Linked DNA regions of Sus scrofa: region 2 is linked to region 1. Evidence: chromatin contacts called from public promoter capture Hi-C data. All regions are on one chromosome and are shown on one strand. The core of a region is the stretch at or near the end of the contact, and the rest is flanking DNA. Distances in the headings are between cores, read along the strand shown.

What was found. Promoter capture Hi-C pulls out the DNA fragments that hold promoters and counts their contacts.
Region 2: a contact with region 1 is called in a promoter capture Hi-C map of liver, with 2.3 times the contacts expected there. The contact joins the promoter of DCBLD1 here to the enhancer-like site in region 1. A contact is called at or near these places in 3 of 5 promoter capture datasets (fetal skeletal muscle and liver), 8 of 47 Hi-C or Micro-C datasets (embryonic fibroblasts, liver, omental adipose tissue and 3 more) and 1 of 2 datasets of contacts at active chromatin or transcription factors (skeletal muscle).

Annotation. Positions count from the first base shown.
Region 1 is chr1:44,301,680-44,304,884 of Sscrofa11.1, reverse strand. DCBLD1 (discoidin, CUB and LCCL domain-containing protein 1) reads left to right here. Exons shown (of 15, transcript XM_005654388.3): 15 at 1,720-3,205. The coding sequence ends at 2,222. Among named protein-coding and RNA genes, the nearest start is that of GOPC, 64 kb to the right of the region's middle. Within about 2 kb of position 1,829, at least 42 of the 83 cell types and tissues checked have an H3K27ac peak or open chromatin away from gene starts, as enhancers often do. A contact at or near this core is called in fetal skeletal muscle, liver, omental adipose tissue and 2 more, where this site is marked.
Region 2 is chr1:44,372,121-44,375,595 of Sscrofa11.1, reverse strand. DCBLD1 (discoidin, CUB and LCCL domain-containing protein 1) reads left to right here and starts at 1,884. Exons shown (of 15, transcript XM_005654388.3): 1 at 1,884-2,113. The coding sequence starts at 2,002.

The sequences.
Region 1 (3,205 bases), core at 580-3,079:
CCCAGGAGCTTTCTAGAAACATGGGCTCTCAGGCCATGCCCCAGGCCTGCTGAACCAGAAGTTCCCAGGTGATGTGTATATGTATTAAGGTTGGAAAAGTACCAGTGGAAAGGTTACTTGACCTGCTTCAGGGGCCAAAGGAGCAACTCTACCACCAAAATCCATCTTATTCCCCCCCTGGACAATTCTCACTCTGCCTTGGGAGTGAGGCAAGGACACAGAAGAACCCCTTGTCCTCCTTTCATTCTCCTTCTTCTTCTAGTAGAGCCTCTCCTCCCTCCTCACCATGTGGTCCTTCTCAGGCACCTTAAACGTGCAAGGACCCACGTCCCACTCTTGCCCCCACTCTTCTGCAGTCTCACCCACTCCACTCCAGAGCTCCAGAGTGCTTCCTTTCCTTCTTGTCTGCTCACACCCAGACTTCCCTCTTGGTCTCCAGTAAGTCAGTAATTCTTGCCTGCTGGACATCATCTCCTGCAAGTGTCATCAGTTCCTCAGAGGACCCAAACTTGAACCCATTGTTCCTAACCCTCACCTCACATGCTCTGTGCATTCCTTCTCTAATTGCCTTTTGATTGTGGATCCTGTTTTTTCAGAGCTTTACATCTGGGAAGCATCCTCTTTCCTCCCACCCTGCCTACATCATTGGTGACAAATTCCTCTGATACCTGTCCCCTTTCCAAATAGCCTTTCTGAAGCTGCTGCCAGCCACCTGATTTGTGGCTTCTATATTTCATTTCTCTGCCTTTTACTTTTTGTTTTTTTGATCTTTCCTTCTTCAGTCTCCTTCTGGAGTTACATCTCTTTGCCAGTCTCTTATTTAGGGTCCTCAGTAGATTTCTACAGAATTAAATCAACTTCCTAGCAAGGCTTCTAGTGCCCTTTGTGATCTAGCATATGGGTAACAGCTCACACTTGGGACCTATGTTCGAATTCTAGCACTACTGGCTGCTACCCCTGTGATCTTGGAAAAATTACTTAATTTTGGAGTTCCCGCATGGCAGTGGGTTAAGTACCCAACTACAGTGACTTGCTGTGGAGGTGCAGTCCCTGGCCCAGGAACTTCCACATGCCATGGGTGCAGCCAAAAAGGTGGGGGGGGGGAATTAGTTAATCTCTCTCTGCTTCAGTTTTCCATTTGTAAAATGGAATAATAGTCCTCAACTCATAGTACTTCTTTTTTCAGAGGATTTAATGAATTGTTCTCTTAGTATCATAGAATAGTGCCTGGCACCAAGAAAGGACTCCCATAAATGGGAGCTTCACCATTATCATTAGTCCCAACCTATTACTTCACTCTTTATATTGTATTAAATTACTCCATGTCCCTCATACTCTGGCCACATCACACTGTCTGTGGTTAGTTAATAAGTTGTTCAATCACTATTCCCATTCTTCACGGTATTATCTCCACCTCCAAAATCTGGCCTCTCAAGAGCCAGTTTAAGAGCTGCGTGGAGTATTTTCCCTCATGGTCCTCTCTATGGTTAACCGTAATCTCCGCCTTTCTAGGTCCCTGCTACCCTTTTCGGCTTCCTAAAGCAAGCGTGTGGTTGTGTAGCCCATAAGTGTGGCGTCGGTGCCTTTTGCCCGGGCCTTCTCTTCACCCCTGGTACACGGCGGGCGCTCAGCAGAGCGGGTGCAGCGCAGCGCCCCTCTACGCACAGTGGGGGTGCCGGTGCGGGTGGGGTGCACAAACCTCTGCCCTTTGGGTTTCAGATTACCAGCAGCCTCTCATGATTGGCACCGGGACGGTCACCAGGAAAGGCTCCACCTTCCGGCCGATGGACACCGAGGCGGAGGCGGCAGGGCCGGGTGCCGAGTCCCGCAGCCACTACGACTGCCCCCTCCCGGCCAGCCGCCACCAGTACGCCCTGCCCTTGACCCACCCGGAGCCCGAGTACGCCACGCCCATCGTGGAGCGGCACCTGGCCCGCGCGCACACCTTCTCCGCGCGGTGCGGCCCCCGCGGCCCGGGCCCCGGGCCCGCGCACAAGCATTCCCTCTCCTCCGGTGCCTTCTCCTCGGACGCCGGCTACCAGCAGCCGCAGAGCCCCACGGGCCCGGGCTACGACAGGCCCACGGGCGGCGGCTTGGCCGTGGGGCGCGCCCCTCCCGACTATCAGAAGCCCCAGATCGGACCCGCGACCTCTGCTGCCTACTTGGCCCCCAGAGACTGCCTCAGACCCCTCAACCCGACGGCCATGACCGCTCTTCTGTGAACACAATGTGAAAGCAAGCTGCTGTGGTACTGAGCGTCGGCCCTGGAGGGAGGTGTGTGTGCGCGTGTGTGTTTTAATAGGATCCTGCTGTGGAGTCCTAGAGACTTCCTCTCACACTGTTTACAGAATTGTGCAGCTGGTTTTGTTCTGATCCTTAGAGCAAGCGTCTGTGGGTTTTTTGTTAGGCTAAAAAACTGAAAAATCTCATATGGCATTTTCACTTCTCTGACTGTGATAACTGAGCTGCTTCGGTGTAAAATGTGCAATCTGTACAGAGTTGTATTTAACAAAAAGTAACTTAAGTTTGCTTTAGCAGGTTTTAGTTCTGCACAGAGGTTAAGTGGAAGAACACAGCTGTTGCAAAAACGTTTATGAAGCTGTTGCAAAAACGTTTATGATAGTATGTCTACTTTTAAAATATATTTTTCTGATACTGTGTTAGCAGCAGGTCTGTTTAAAGTTAACCGTGTTGTTATTATGGTTCATTTCCTTTCCTTTGATACGGAGAACTAAAAGCATTGTTAACATTCTTCTCCTGGAAGGAATGAAATTACTTGAAGCATGAAAAGCACATCAGGGTGGTTGTTAGCAATTATGATTGTAGATTAAAAAGAACCAACAAACAAAACCCAACCATTTCAGCAGCTGCCTGTTCCTTAAACTCCACTTCAGGTGAGATGCAGTGGCTGGTCAGGACATGCAAGGAGCAGGTCCCCATGGCCTGCGGGGGACCTCACTGTCCTTGGCCTGGGGGACCTGGCTCTCTGAGCAGCTGCCTCCATCACACTGTGCTTCTTGCTCACCTCTGGCCTGGCAGATACTGTACAGCTTTCACATGCAAATCTGCCTTTTCAAACTGTCTTGCAAAGACAAATGCCGAGACTTCCAGCAACCAAACTGCTCTCTCAACTGAATGAAGCAACCAAAACTGCTCTCTCAACTGAATGAAGGTGGCACAGCAATTTCACTCTGAATTACTGTGT
Region 2 (3,475 bases), core at 635-3,134, 71 kb before region 1:
ATATGAAAACGCTAGTATCCACCTGGCCTTTTTGTTTTCTCAGTTTTGCCACATCCTAAATCTCTCCCCTGGTCTGACTTAGGATTTTGGCATAGAAGAGATGGCTGGATTCCCATCAAGGTATTACTTGAGATGGAAAAGGTCCCCCCCACAACCAGCTCACCTGCCCCCACCTTATGAATTCCTCACTGGTGAACAATGTTTCCATTGTCTTTCTTCATTCATCACCACAGAGCCACACCTGTTAGAGACCAGCAGCTGCCCATACCCACCTCCTTAAAAAGAATGAAAAGGAGAGGGAAAGCTGGAGTTAGGAAATGATTCAGTGACTTTTATGTTTTGTATGCAAGGATAATTAATATGTTCATGGTGTGAATTGCTTTCAATACAAATACGCTAAACCTTTTATTGAGGACCTCTTGTATGCCAGGACTTCAGGCAGTGGCTGATCCTAGATTCAGACTTGGATTGGCCTCATTTCTAAAGACCACGTTAAGTTCTGCCCCCTTGGAGAAAGCAAAATCCCAACGATAATCTCATTTGAAATTTCAGCATTGTTTGTATTTAGTTTGAAACACAGAGGGAAAAGGGAATGCATGTATGAACAGAGTCTATTGAGGGTTTCTAAAGAGCATGTGACGGGCCAATATTGGACCTGGGAGGGGCTGTTGTTTGCTCCCCGCCTCCAATACTTCCTCCCTCTCGGCATCTGCAGGTATAACTGTGGCGCTTGTTACCCAGGAAAACTGCAGGGCGCCGAGCTGTAGCGCGAAGGTTGTGGCACTGAGTGGAGGGCTAGCGATCTGGAGACGTCACAGTATTTAAAATATCTATTTTATCTGTCCTCAGTCATTTCCACGGCTACTTCCCCATTCAACTACTCGCTAAGAGCCTTGTAATTCCCTCTTTCCAACCTGCCTCCCTCCAAGCCCTTCTCCGCTCCCAAGACAATCAGTGTTACTCCTCCTGAGCCTTCCTTGGCTGTTCGTTAATCGGGGGATAAAGTTTAAACATCTTTACGCGGCCTTCCATGGCTCCCCCCCGCCCCCCACGTTCCGGCCAGTGCTCTATGCTCTGGCTTCTACCTCTGGCCATTCTTCCACCTGTTTGCCTTGCTCCGGCTACGAGGGCCTTTTCCCCTCTCAGCTCTTTTGCATACCGTGTCCGTTCGTTCTCTTGTCCCCCGCCCTCGCTGTTTTCCCAAGTCCCATTCACTCTCACATAAATGCCGCTTTTTAGATGAGGCTTCTTCTGACTTCTACCTGCAGTCTCGTCACCTGCCATCTAATTAGGTGTTACTGAATGTGCTCCACTAGCACTTTTCATCACCGATTGCAATTTGCATTGCATACTTGCCTGATTATTTTCAATGTCGGCAAGTGTCACAAAGTTTAGCACCGTGCCTGGGAGGCACACTTTTGGAACCTCGTAACTTTTGAATGAATAAATGGAGGAACTTGGACTAGATCTTGTCACCATCATCATCCTATGGTGACAGTATTTCGAGTTCCCCAGTGCTACTGTCAAGGGCATGCCAAAGCCCTGGAGGAGAGTAGCCTTTCTGGCGCGCTCACCACGCGCTCAAGCACTCGGGGGAAGACCCAGGCAGCTCCGGACAGGTCTGAAGGCCAGGAGTCCTCGTGGCTCCCAGGTTCACGTGCACTGGGGGAGAAGGGGCGGAGGAAAAGGGAGGAGTGAAGCAGCGAGCGCCGGGTACTTAGAGGGGAGCGCAGACGGCGCCCGGTACGCCTCCGCCCTGGCGGCCAGCCGCCGCCCGGGAGCGACTTCCTCCTCGGGGGCTGGCTAGCAGGGCGGAGCGGGAGACGCCCCTGACGGGCTGGGCCCCGGGCCGCCCCAATGAGATTCGGTGCCGGCCCGAGGCTGCGTCCAGTCCCGGCGCCGCGCTTGGCCGCGGAGGAGGCGGCCCGGCCCGGGCGGCGGCGGCGGCGCTGCGCGCGCCGAAGGAAAACGGAGCCTGCCAAGGTGGCGCCCGGCAGGGCCATGGTGGCCGGCGCCCGCGGCGGCTGCGCGACGGCGGGGGCTGCCCGGCGGGGCTTCCTGGCTCTGCTGCTCGCGGTCTCCGCGCCGCTCTGGTTGCAGGCGGAGAAGTTGGGTGAGTGGAGCGCGGCGGGCGGGCGGCGGGCTGGGCCTGTAGGGACCGCGCGCGGGAGGAAGTCGGAGTAGCCGCTTGCGCCCTGTGGAGTCCGGCTCTCTCTGGGCGGCAGCAGTTCGAGTATAAAATAAGTTACTGCGCTCCGACTGCTCCCCACCAAACTTACTCCTTAGCCCCCAAACAGGAGAGTCAACTTGGCCCTCCCCGCCCTCTCTCTTTGCAGCCCCTCTCATTTAATTTCCAGACTTCCTGACTCCGCCGCCCCCCGGAGAAGTGACTTGGCCTAGGGGGCGCGAGCTGACGACCCCGGCCGCCTTAGGCGAGAGTCCTGTACCGGAGTCCTAGCCTCCTTTTGACAGAGCTGCCTAGCACTTGGGGCGGCCGGGCCATCCCGGTCGCCTCTCGCCCCTGCGCGGCTGGAATCCTAGCGTGTGCGTTTGCGGCTTGCACTGAGTGGTCGGGAAATGATTTCCCGAGGTCTGCCGGGGAAGCCAGCAGCCCCACCGCGCCGCCTCCCACGAGTGAGCTGCTTGCGTCCCAACTCGGAACCCTGTGGCTCGGTTCCTTCTTGGGCGTTTGAGTGAATCAGCTCCCGACTAGGCTGATCTTTCTATGGACCTGGTCCTTGGTTTCAAGTTGGACCTAATTAGTCCACAGTCGAGTTTACTGAGGTAAATCCACCAGATGAAAGCAGTAAGCCGTTTTACCAGCCGTAGGCAGATCGTTTTAATTCTTTATTGATCGCAAGGGGTAGCTTTGTGCTGGGTTTTCAGTTCTTGTTTCCCTCCTCCCCTACTTTTGCCCCTCTACAATGGAGGTTACTGAATGGCAGTGCATTTATCCAGAATATTTCGATTGCCTCCCCTCCCCCGCCCCGTGCCTTCTAATGAGACAAAAATCAAAACTAAGCCAAATGCTGCCATTTTTTCCCCCTGAACCATGTATCCGTTTCCAGTCTGAAACATTGATACTCAAGATGTTGGTAGTGCTTCCTAAATTAGCCTCCATACCGATTTGTTAGGAAAAGAAAAAAAAAAAAAAAAGGCAGTTTAGACAAAATATTTTGGCACTGTAGCAGAATGCTAGACGTTTCGTAAAATATTGATAAATATGTATGCTTTTATTAAATATGTAGGATTTTGATATGGATCTTTTAAGCACTTAAAAAATGTTTCTCAAGTCACTGTTTGAAGATGCACTTTCAATATTGTACATCTATGAATAGAGCCACCTATATATATGTCCCTGTACTAATCTGGCGGAAACTGTCCTCCATTTTTTCCCCAGTGAAGTTTCAGATGCATCCAGGCTGTTAACTGAGTGCTTTATAGAGTAGTTCTCTGGGAAGAAGTGTGATTGCTT